Regions from separate parts of the Mus musculus genome. Here region 1 is linked to region 2. The links are chromatin contacts, called in public HiChIP or PLAC-seq maps. All regions are on one chromosome and are shown on one strand. The core of a region is the stretch at or near the end of the contact, and the rest is flanking DNA. Distances in the headings are between cores, read along the strand shown.

Region 1 (6,653 bases), core at 49-2,548, 220 kb after region 2:
AAAGGTAAATAAAAAGATAATTTACTCTCCCAGCTGTGTCTCACGGTGGTGAGGGAAGCACAGCTGCTCTTAGCTTCAGTGGTCTCAAAGCAGGAACACAGAAGCTGTACACAGAGGGAGAACAGAGTGTCAACTGGCAAGGAAAGAGGCTCATCCTGTGAGTCTAGGATTCTGGCCTTGACCTTCCCACGTCAGGAGGCTGCCACCATCAGCCACAATGTCAGCATTTCTGTTTCCCGGATAGACCCTGGCAATCACACCTGTCTTAAGCCTCCACAGAGCAGAGGGACCCAGAGTGCATTGCTTACTCTACAGTTAGGAGAGATCAAATCAGAGCTCCACATTTCAGATTAGTGAAACCTCTTCCTCTCCATGGGTTGGTGGAGGAAACTGTTACTGGCTCATGTATGAAATCACTGCTTTCCTGCCCACAGCTTCCAGGAAAATCTGGTTTTAAATTTTCCCCAATATCCGATTTTGTCAGTGACCAGAAAAAGTCTCACACTCATGGTATATTACTAGCTTTCCACTTTGGCCTCGTGCCTAGGGTCTTTCCAAGGTCATATTTCTTTTCTTTGTACCTTGTAAGAGTCTGCAATGTTCACACACTCAATGTTCTCCTATGACACATTCTTATTAATTCCTTGCTCCAAAGTTGGCTGTGTCCCCACCCTTTGACCCCATTACTTTCCTGTATCGAGGCTCCTTTTCCAGGACTACAAGTACAGTTTAATCACTTAGATCAAAGTACAGTCACCACAGTCCCTTTATTGCATTTGATAATGGCTGGTGGACATTTCTGGTGACGCAGCTCAGGACTTGCTCATGAGACACCTCTTTCAACATAGTGCCAGCAGCTGGCTCCACGCCTGTTACTGCTCTAAAGGTGGTGGGAGGGACCTGGAAAAATGGAGCCAACAAATGAGATGGACTAAAGTCTCACGCAGGAGACAACTTTATTCAAAGCATCAGACAATTTATACTCTGACGGTTAAGAAGAATCCGAAGAGTAATGTGTACAATCACAGGGACAAGTCCTTTGAGGCCCATAAGCCACATCTGGCAGAAAGAGGTTTTAACGAGTAATCTGAAGTAAACTCACTCTTATCCACTGGTTTTGGTCTCTTGTAGAACGTAAGCCCATTTTTGTGTTTAATAGGAATGCAAATGTTATGATATCTTATACAAATAGAAAGTGATTTAAATCTCAAGGAAAAATTAAATGCAGTGCCCTTTCCAGATGAGTGAATGAGTCTATTACAGTCCTAAGGTCCAGTCATAAATTATGAAATCATTAGTAAAGATAACAGGAGCTGGATCCAAGCAATCTACAAGTTGAAGCAAAGGTGGATGGGAAACATAAGACCAATACATGTGTTCAGAGGGACTCGTGACAGATGCCTTAGGTCAGCAGCAGCTAGCGTTGCCAGAAAGAGATTCTCAGGGGGCATGAGGCTCTGTGTACTCTGTAGACTTCTTCCTTGGTACACAGGACCTTAACATAGCCCCAGGTAGGCAGACTTGACTTCTCATGGTATGGTCATCATCTCCCTTTGGCCTTTAGCTGGAGATTTGCTATCTTCCTGGTGACTTCTACTATTTCCTTACCTTCCATCAATGTCTCTGATGGGCAGGGACCAGAGGAGCTGAAGAGGAACCCACAATGCTTCAGTGCGTCATTCTGCAATGACAGTTGCATAACTCTTCCCAATTTTTTTTTCAGGAGAAGTGGAAATGGACAGGTTAATGTGTTACTTGCTTATTTCCTTCTGCAATAAAATCAGGGCAGTTAGAGTGTGTACGAGTGTAGGTCAGTGGACCGTGCAACCAGGCAGAACTGGTAAGGCAGCAGCAAGCTCAGAACCCGGGTAAATCTCATGATTGAGAACGGCAGGAGTTCTCATGAGCTCCCAACCAGGTTCCTCTCCTGGAGCTCATAACCATGACATCCCACTAAGAGGACCATGACAACCGGTTGTATAGCATGAAAACCTAGATTTCTCCATGCTAATGAGCTATCTAGATAGGCCTCCAGTGTTTAGCCAATGAGCTTCCCTTCCTGGGCATCCCTTCCAGTAAAAGGCACTTAATCCTTGATCTATCCTAAGTAAGATGTACGCATCCTCATCTGCCTTGAATAAAACAGTTTGGACAAGCGAGGACTGATCATTCAAGGACGGCTGTAGGGGGAGGCCTTCATCATACAGAGCCTTGCCTAAGTCTTCCAAGTCTCCCACAGAAGGTTCTCTTCTAGTCCCTCCGTATTCCTGGCACTCCCTGGGAGCTAAGCCCGACTCTGTACCTCCCTCCCACACCCCCCCATACCCTGCTCCAATCCAGGCCTCATCGAGAGCCATTCTCAACATCTCATGGTTTCCAGTGGTGTCTGGGTACACAGGAGGGTGGGAAACATGGTCCTAGCAGCGTTTAGGTACACAGGAGTTTGAGAACCACAGCCTTTGTCCCAGCCTCTGCTGTTTTCATGGAAACACGGACTGGGACTCCTATCTTAGACTGTGTTTCACCTTCCCTGAGCAAGATGCAAGCAGCCCAGCACCCCAGTAGTGAGGAAGACACATGAATATGATTCTATTGCTGGAAATAATCCTACAACATAAGTAGAAGTCTAAATGATATTTCAGGGTTACTAATTAATCACAGTGGATGAATCAAAGCAGCCAGTTCTACCTGTTAGGCTAATGAAAACGAGGTATTATTATATCGATGAATATCTAGGCCATGAGTCCCTCCTATACCCTTGTAGAATGGGACAAGGTTGGACAAGTTTTGTAATCACAAATTCAGCTTGTATGAGAAAAATTCCATAGCTTGCCAGCTGGATAGTAATGTTCTATCTTTCCATAGAAACGTGCAAATGAAATTTGAAAATCCATATAATTCTGTAATGCTCTTACAAGCTTATTGTTAGTTAAGAGTAAAAAGCAAGGATCAACTCCATATAATAAATGATGCCAGGTCCTCCTATGATTCTCTGATTTACTTTATTTACTCCGATTTGAGCAAGAAGAGTAAAGTAAGCAGTGAGTATTTTACAGTCCTTATGGTGCCAATAAATCTATATTTATTTTTATCTTTTTGTGCTATATAATACCTATAGGAAACAATTCTTTTCTCACCCCTTAAGGTAATATCCAAAGACTATCCAGTGTCATCTTTCCTTCTAGAACAGTGGTTCTCAAGCTTCCTAATGCTGTAACTCTTTAACTCAGTTCTTCATGTGTGGTGACCACCAAACTATAAAATTACTTTTTGTTGCTATTTCATAGCTCAAATTTTGCTACTGTTATGAATCATAATGTAAATATATGTGTTTTCTGATGGTCTCATGTGACCCCTGTGAAAGGCTGACCTCCAAAGAGGTCACGACTCAGAGGTTAAAAGTCATCGTTACAGAGTTTTAACTAGCTAAGGCTGCATTGGAAATACCAAGCACAGCTCAGGAGGCTGGGGAGAAATTGGAAAACAAATTATTTTTGCCAGCTGTGCCCTAGCTTGCCTAGGTAATACAGTTAGATGTTTCAAAGGCTGTCCTAAGTCTTAACCAAAAAATGGAGAGAATTCTAAATTAGGTTGATGCTCAGATTCCTCCCCGTGCTTCAGGATCATCTCCAGGCAACGGAGGATGCACATCTGAAGGAGGCGCCATAAGGGAGCTGAGGGAGCCAGCCCCTGCTTACTTATCAGCTGTGCTAGTTTTACTTGCTTGAATGGGGAAAATGTATTTTTATTCTTTAACCAATTTTAAGGTTTGCTTTTCCAGTTTATAATCCATTCAAGGAGTCAGCCATCTCTTTCTCAATGTTAGAATCCTCTTCATCTTTTTAAAGCATTTTGATAACAGTGCAAATTAATGATCAAATGACCCCAAATTGATCAGGGATCTTTCCCCCTTTGCTTATTTCAATATTTGTTTGGACTTTGACCCATACTTCTTCATCTAAAGTTCCTTCTTCTTGAAACGAGGAATTATAATCATCACTAACTTGCAAGCAATCTAATAGCTGTGATTTTAACACTCGTGTTCTCCTTTCTTTAAAAAGTGGTGCACAGGTTGGCATGAAGCAGAGCCTTTCCTGGCTTCTGCCACATGATTCTCACTCCTCTCCTTCGAGGGTTCCCTCTCTCTTATCTCACAGCCAACCTCAGGGCCCTGTTCGTGGTGCCAATTCTTTACTTCTAGAGGTGGTGGGACCTGGGAGAAGGGAGCTGACAAAGGACATGAACTAAAGTCTCGTGAAAAAGCCAGCTTTATTTATAGCGTTAGACAATGTATACTCTGGTGGTTAAGAGTCACGTGAGTAAAGTGTACAAGCACAAGGAGAAGCCGGATATTTTAAACAAGCCACAGGTGGCAGAAACATGTTTGTCCAAAGAGATGTACAAACAAATGACAATATTCAGTTGTCATGAATAATCTGAAGTGAACTCACTCCTCTCCGACACACCTGGGAGGAGCATGTAACCACTCCAAGAACAATTCCATGTTCTGAAGAACCTGCGGTCATTGTCTTGTTTGCTTGGAATTTTCGCATAAGCACTTAGAATTCTCCTCATACGTTTCCATTCTTGGACTGTGTCCTAACACAGCCTCAAGTTCTTCTTTCTTTATGTAGGGCAGCTCACAGACACAAGCAATGACCAACTTGCACTGTGCATTTTACATACTGGTCTAAAGCCCACATGTATTCCTCCTCTCAGAGAGCTGTCCTCGTACTGGCTCTCAAATGGAGACGGGAATGGTGATCATGTAAGGGACAAAAGTAAATGATGGTGTCACCTATGATTTTCATTCCATGCAAGTAGAAAAAACAGAATGTGGGCTGTGACCTCCAACAACATTAAGACTTTTAAGACTTGGCTTAGGGTTAGCTAACCCCCCCCACCGCCATAATTCAATTTGTGTCAGCTTGTTGATGGAAGAGGAACTCAGGTTCACTACTTCAATAATAACATCTAGTGAATATGAATGGATCTCCCAGTGATTCTCACCTTCCCCCAAAGACTTAAATAACCTAAACAAGGAATACAAAATTTGTAAGTGATTTGATTCTCATTACCATAAATGTCTGTTGTTTGACAACAGTAGTTCACAGCCTTCATAACCTGTCACTTCTTCCTAATTTTCCAAATAAGCTGTTGGCTATAAAGCTATAGAGGAGGGTTTGGAGAGCTAGGTACCATCACTGGGTACCTAAAAGTGGAGATTGCAGCATTTTGTTGAATTTTATGCATTTTCCAATACGATGAATGTCTAACTGACTAGTAGTATGAAGAAATGTCCATGTTACACTGAATAAATGCATGAGATAGCTTTCTATTCCAGTCTGGGTCATGATCGGATGGAACCGAAGTGATGGTTTGGAAGCTAAGGGAGTTGGTTATCAGTGTGTGTGTGTGTGTGTGTGTGTGTGTGTGTGTGTGTTCATGAAGGCCAGATGAGGGCAATGGAAAATCTTGAGAGAGAGATATACATAGATGTGAACTGCTGGTCATAGGTGCTGGGAACTGACTCCCCTCCCCATCCTCTGCAAAAGAAGCCTAGAAACATGTCTCTTCTCTAAGTGGGATAATTTCTGTTTACTGTACATTGTAAAAAAAGGAGGGCTTCTAACTCTCTTGATTAAAAAGACACTAATTGCAAGATCTGGACTCATATCTGTTCTGTACCAAGCAGTGAATTCCTAGGAAAGGTCTGAGCTTACATAGGTCATTCACTGCAGTTCAGGGTTGGCTGTTTCATCCAGAGCATCTATGCTTAAGCCCTCTAGATTTCCCGTTTGCATTGTGGCTGATTAAAGGTCCATGTCACAAAGCTTGTTCTTCACTGCTAGGCTCCACGGACTCCATCTCCTGTAGAAGCTGCCTCATCAGAACTGTTGGCTCTATCAGAGCCTCCTCACAGCCTCCCATTCTCCCTTCCACCAGGGAAAGGGGAATATTAAATGAATTCCACTTTTGAGTTTGCTTGCTTTTCTTCCTTTCTCAGATTTTCTTGTTCCCTCCTTCTGGAAAGATTTGAAACTTTCAATTAATTTGTCTTAGTAGTTAAGGTACAATTCACCTTTTCCATTTTTTGTTTTTATAATTTCACTCTTAAGTTTTCCCATGTCCATTTTATCTACTTGTGGATGTATTGACATAAATCAGCTCACCACAGTCTCATTTTTTATTCCCCATGGAATTCAGACTTTTGTCTTCTTTAATTCATGATATTATGTTTTTTGAGGGGTGTGATGTCCTTTTTGTGACTAATATTTCCAGAGGTTTACAGAATTAATTGGCATGTTGGGCTTGCCTGCCTCTTACATTGTATGCTTGCTTTTTATTTTTCCCCAATGGGTCTTCTCTCTCTCTCTCTCTCTCTCTCTCTCTCTCTCTCTCTCTCTCTCTCTCTCTTTCTTTCTTTCTCTCCTTCTTTCTTCTTTCCTTCCTGATACAGGGTCTCACTATGTAGTAGTCCTGGTTGTCCTGGAACTCTCTTTGTAGATCAGGCTGGCCTTGAACTCACAGAGATCTGCTTGCCTCTGCCTCCCAGGTTCTGGGATTAAAAGCATGCACTACCATGCCTGGCTCTCATTACTTTTTTCTTACTTGGAGTGTTTTTTTTTTCTTTTTTTCTTTTCTAATGTGTT
Region 2 (6,118 bases), core at 3,147-5,646:
CCATTTATTGCCCGTTGGGGGAATTCAGAGCCCAGGAGAACGAAAGAGGAAATCTAATCTGACATCGCTGTATCGTGAACCTTAACATCAGTTTCACCCGTAAAGACTGAGAGGGCAAGAGTCGATAGCAGCTATGAAGCCTTCTGTCCACGTTCCTGTTTACCCTGTGGGCTGCAGCCTCCTGGATTTTAGAGTAGGGTGGCTTATTAGTGCATGAGTTTTGGAAAGAATCTTAAAAGAATTTGTTCTATCACCCAAATTTACCTTTAATGCTATCTCCCACTCCCTCCACCTTTCCCTCCCCTGTTCTCTCCCTTCCCTCTCCTTCAGCCTTATCTATTTCCTGTAAATTAAGCAAGTCAATCTGGGAAGAAGGAAATTCGTGTTTTTGTTTGCCTGCCTTTGGCAGGGACCAATTCACCACCACTCCTGCTGGTTAATTGCTCTTAATTCGACATCCCAGACAACCATCAGCTTGCCAGAGTTCCCAAGCCTACATTTGAGAATGACCATTGGTCCCCCATGCCCTTCTCTGCTCCTGGATCCCTAATATGTACTGACCATACTTTACTCTGATGTTTAGTAGGAGTCTTTGGTTTGTTTGTTTGTTTGTACAAACAAGATAAGGCCTTGGCTGTCCTAGAACTCACTGTGTAGACCAAGCTGGCCTCAAACTCACAGAGATCTGTCTGCCTAATGCCTCCTGAGTGCTGGGATTAAAGGCAGGCAAAAGCTTGGTGTATAGTGCATTCTGTACTGCTGAGGAGGGCTGTAAATGGTATCACATTATTAAGAGTTAGTTTTCTATTTTTAAAAAGACATCTATCAGCTATGACTAGAACGCTTAACTAAGAGTTTTGTATCGTTGAACATAGAATATCAGTTGCTTCCTTCCACTTACGACTTTTTAGCTGTGATGGGTGCTTGGCAGTGCATCCTAGGTACCCTGGAATGGTTCTCCCACTCTTCTGCTCTGCTAACATGAGCAGGCTCTGTAACTACATACCAGGTGTTAGAACGTGACATGATTTGGTCTGTGCCAGCCTTGTAACAATCCTTGAATGGAGCATTGGTGTATGGCCTATTGTGCCACTGTCAAACCACAGGTGGTGTAACTTGCCTAAGAAGGGAAAGTTCAGAGCCATTCTAGACATGTGGTCTCTAAGCCACTGTGTCACATTGACCTACAGTTCATAAAGCCACTCACTCTTGGGTCCTGGAACCCCAGCACCCTTGCTCATGTCAATTTGCCTCTAATTGTTCCTTCCCCCGTTGTCTTCCAAAGCCACATCTGCCTGGTTTTTCTAGAAGAGATTCATGTCTCTCACAAGGCAGCTTTCCCAGCACACATCACCCCATCTAATCGCATGCTGACTTCATGTCACTTCGTGTTGTTGCTAAGCTTTGTTTATACACTGAACACTGATCCCTTTCCAATTCAGAAGCCACACATACGTATGGATGTCCAGCTACCCCTGTGCATAGCTGAAAGACCAGAAGGAAAGGGAAAAGAAATCTTTGTCATCATGTATACACTAAGCTTTTTTGGTTGTTCCCAGAAGACACTGCTTTCTGATCTTATATAACAAGTGAAGTAGGACAAGAACTGGTAAGGATGCACTCCCCACCCTGTCACCTCATTTTTATAAATAAAGTTTTATTGGAACCCTAATCCATTTGCATATTATCTATGGCTACTTTTGCACTAAAATGGTAGGGTTGAGTATTCCTAAACATATTTGAATGCATAAGATTTTGTGAAATTCAGTCTTCCTTCTCTTCTTTTTATAAATAATTACAGTTTGTTTTCCTGGCAGGAACCCAGGCTTTCCTCCAGTTCTAGAAAGTGTACATTTTCATAAAGGAAGCACACAAGAACCTTAGTTAAAAACTGTGATAGAAGCCTAACTCTGGGGAGTCCTCTTGAACATGAGAACAACACTTAAAGCCATAGCTCAGCATGAGTGCAGAAGCTCTGCTTTGTAAAGGGTTTGCATGCAGTCTTCTAATCAGTTTGACTTACAGCCATTTGTTTTCCACTAAGATTTTAATAACTGGCTTTGGAAAAGTACCCTTATGTAATGGGTAAAAATCAATAAAAAGAATGAGTAAGACCAGGCTTATAGTTAACTTTATATAAAGTAAAAGAGCCTTTCTGATTATATTTTACAACAAACATTTTAAAATGCTTTTAATGCTTGATCAAGTAACATTTATATTGACAATCCCCTTCCCCTTAGTAGATAATCTTAAAGATTAACTACATAATGTTTTACTTGGTTACAGTTTCAAAAGATAAAAAGGTTCACCTCTGATTGGGGTTGGTCATAAAATCATAAAACAAATGACTTCATAAAGTAATCAGTAATGAGCCCTGAGGTTGTGTTATATGCAGTTTCCTGTAAAATTCCCATTTCTGAAGGGAGGCTAACTTGAAATGTAACAACTGGCCAAAAGTTTTAAGGACTAAACAAATGCTCAACACACTTAGTGAATTCTTCTTTACAAAGTGTCTGCAGAAGTGAGTTGACAGATGTCACAAGGGACATAACTCCCCTCGGAAAAAAAATGTGATTCATCCTTTTATGTGAAGCCAAGGATCATGAAAGTATGCTTGCCTTCCGAGCACTGCTGTTAGCACCTGTTTACTAGTCGGGCTAACCTCCAGCTTGAGGGTCTGCGTATGGAGAGCATCAGACTTCTCCATGAGTTTGATGCTCTAATGACCTTTGGTTAATATTTATTGAGGGAAGCAAGATAGGCAAGACAAGGAGTCCAGATTCTCTCAAGTGTTTCCCAGGTGTGTAGGCCTTTGTGTGACTCAGCTTCCTGGTCCTTTTACTTTGTGGATTTTATCTTTGACCTCTGTGAGCCTGAGGCAGAGATTGAGGACGACAGTATTTTAACTAGCTTTGGCATTAGATAAATCTAGCACTGGGTTTCACACCCATTGTGTGACCTGGCTAACATTCTCAGCCTTCTGTTTTCTGGTATATAAAGTACAAGTGATAATTGCAGCCCAGATGATTGTAGAGTGGAAACTAGGCAGGATGTACGCTAAACTAGGCTTTCCAGCAAGATGTCAACAAATGAATGTTCTATGCCTCCTGTCCTTTCTGGTCTGTTTAGTCTCTGGCTCCTTGGTTTCTCAAAAAAAAAAAAAAAAAAAAAAAAAAAGCCCAAGAGATGTAGATGGGTACCATCACTACCTCGTGCTCTTTACTACTTGTAGCAAAGCTTTAAAATATTCTCTCCTGTGTTTTCAGCAATGCAAATTCATATCTAGAGATAGCTGAGTTTTTCTAAATGGCCTGTCTCAGCTGGGGCACTGCTAGGAGTGCATCTTCCAGATCTGAAAATTGGATTCTACAAATGTGTTCTACCCAGACTGGCTGCATCACAATTTCTAGGAGACAATGAGAACCTGACTCTGATAGTTCACTGTTAAGAACGCATGAAATCTGTGTTGTCCCACCTTGCATCAGATTTCAACAAGGAACACCCATTCACCATCATCAGACTATAGAACTCTGAAGCTTTCTGGGATCTATGTAATACTCAAAACCAAAAGTTGTTGAGGTCAGAAACTGGCTTAGTTGCTTCCCTATTGCTGTGATAAAACACCATGACCATGGCCAAGCATCTTATAAAAGAGACCCAGGATTTCGAACTCTATGTCTTAGGCCAGCTCCCTTGAGAAGCAGGCTAAGCCTCACTATGCCATCTCCAAGGCTACCCATGCGCAGGGGTGCTTCTCATTCCCGTAGAGCAAGTTCCCACTGCTGCCACGTTCCCTATACCTAGAAATCAGGATGGGGCAGAGAAAAAGAGGCAATAGATTTAAACAATATCCCACAGAGTGGTTAAGGCCCCGAGTTCCATCGCCAGCACCATGTTTTAAAAAAGAAAAACTGAAGTTCCTTAATGTTAAATAATAAAGTTCAGAGGTATCATCCCACCTGTGAAGAAATGCTATAGGTAACGACTTAACCTGCTTTTTGCCTTAAGGTCCCTAAGATGGACCATCGCTTTCTGTACATAAATTATCATTCTTCACAATGTAACATTATAAATTGATGGTAATCACATTCCTAACTGTGCAAGGCTGAAAGTCATAGTTAAAGGCATCAGACACCCTTCTCCAAGTCTGTTCATGTAGGTATTACTCACCATCAGACCTGCTCCTATAATTCCTGGAAACCACCACTCATAGCAGGAGATGGGGTTTTGAGAAGTCGAGTCTGCCTCCACTAAGCTGATTCCCAGGGGTATACAATTGATAACCACTCCTAGCAGGATCAGAATGAGCAGGCTGAAGCCATTGCAGGATGTCCACCCTTCACAGCACGTCATGGTTTTCCTGGTTCAGTTAGAAACCTCCTCAGGGTGGCTGGGCTCGTGTAGCTCTCTGCCTGGCCTTTTATCCCAACGTTCTGGTTAAAGTTTAGCACTTATGAAAAATGAGTTGTGGAAAGCAGTTCAGAGTCCAGTAGGGCAGGATGTTATTGTGAGGATTATGACGGGAACCAATAATCATATTATGATAGGATGAAGGGAAACAGATAGAAAAAAAAATCTAATGTTGCTGTGTGATGAACTTACACATGAATACAGGTAAGTAAAAACTGATTTAAAAAAAAAAAAGCTTGTGTGGCATAACTCCTAAAATATTCCTCTACTGATGTGCCTTGTAAAAATCTAAGAAGACAAAAAGTATATCCAATTAGAATAAACTACTTTTCATAGTTTTATATTATTGGACGATACAAGGATATTATATATAAAGTATCCTTATTTTGGAGTTATTCAGTAAGAATATGAACATTGTATAAGATTAGGGAAAGCAATCTTCTCTGCAAGTATTCCTGATTACTCTAAATATTAGTGTTTCATTTCAGGCTATTGTCTCACATGCAGCATTTTTAATCCTTAATTTTCCCAGTCTTGTAAAGTAGATCCTTTGTACACATCCCACCTACAACCTGTGGGAGGTTTGACTAATGGCACCAGAAGGAAAGTGATCAAATATGGACACTATGATAAAAGCAATGGCAGAGAGGCTAGACGGGAGACGAAGGTTCCATGTCTGCCATGGTCCTCCTCAACTATAGCAGACAGAGGAACAAGCCTTTAGTTTGTGCTGCTTTGTGTATCTCATAAAGGTCCATCCTGTCACTGCATATCCAGATTTCAAAGGCAGGCGGCTCTGGGGAAAATACCACTTTGTTTACAGAGAGGACAACTGAAAAGACACTGAAATGAATAACAAACAAAACAGTTATTGCTGTCTTATTCAAATGTTTGGAGAAAACTCTTTAGAGTATCTAGGTTCCATCATTAGATCGTTTGAAAACAGTTTGAACCATGTGTATGTTTGTATCTAGAAGGACAGGTAATATTTGTAAGATAAGTCAGGACTCTCCAGCTCCTGCTATCTTCTCAACCCTCTGTCACTGCAGTTCCATCCCATGCAAAGGGTTCACATGATGACAAGCCAGGTCTTAACCATGCAGTCTGCTGCCTGACTGGTTGAACTACCCCAGCAAGAATCCAAGGCATATAAATAGGTAGTAAAGCTGCCTTAGCTGTCTTGAAAAATCATGAGTCACATAGTGCATAGGTAGCCACTGATATATTGGTATACATATATAAAGATATATGAATTTTCTCTCATATTAATTCATCTCCATACTTATTCACACTTATCCACTTACAGCTAAGTAAGACCATGTGACTACTTCAAACCAGTAGAAAGAGAGGGAAAGAAAACAATGTCACTTTCAAGCCACATTGCTTTGCAAGCACTAGGCTATGTCTACCTTGTTTTCCACATAGACCGGAAACAACTAAACTATCTAAGAAGTCATGCATTGACCATGTCAATAGCTTCTTCAGCCCATCTCCTGAATAACTAAATGGAGAGAGCCCTTAGCCCACGTAAAACAACCCAGGAGTCTATTGACTCAATCTCAGTAGCTTTCGTTTCCTTATATTCAGTGTCAAACTTTAACTCAATTTTTAAACTTTCCTGGAGTTCGCAACCTGTGTTGCCAAAACATCAGTTCCAATAGTCTGAAAAAAAAATTCAAAGACAGTGAAACACAGTATTTTCCATTGT

What was found. HiChIP or PLAC-seq counts read pairs in DNA pulled down with a chosen protein or histone mark.
Region 1: a contact with region 2 is called in an H3K4me3 HiChIP or PLAC-seq map of intestinal villus epithelium, with 7 times the contacts expected there. The contact joins the enhancer-like site here to the promoter of Tm4sf20 in region 2. A contact is called at or near these places in 17 of 39 promoter capture datasets (the 3T3-L1 cell line, 3T3-L1-derived adipocytes, the C10 cell line and 8 more), 2 of 15 datasets of contacts at CTCF or cohesin (the G1E-ER4 cell line and the NIH/3T3 cell line), 2 of 484 Hi-C or Micro-C datasets (CD4 T cells and bone marrow-derived macrophages), 3 of 115 datasets of contacts at active chromatin or transcription factors (bone marrow-derived macrophages, intestinal villus epithelium and stem cell-derived neural progenitor cells) and 4 of 9 other capture datasets (adipose tissue, liver, macrophages and 1 more).

What each region holds. Positions count from the first base shown.
Region 1 is chr1:82,990,498-82,997,150 of GRCm38.p6, forward strand. No RefSeq gene overlaps it. Among named protein-coding and RNA genes, the nearest start is that of Slc19a3, 45 kb to the right of the region's middle. Within about 2 kb of position 1,299, at least 13 of the 459 cell types and tissues checked have an H3K27ac peak or open chromatin away from gene starts, as enhancers often do. A contact at or near this core is called in intestinal villus epithelium, where this site is marked.
Region 2 is chr1:82,764,065-82,770,182 of GRCm38.p6, forward strand. Tm4sf20 (transmembrane 4 L six family member 20) reads right to left here and starts at 4,397. Exons shown (of 4, transcript NM_025453.4): 1 at 4,171-4,397. The coding sequence starts at 4,353.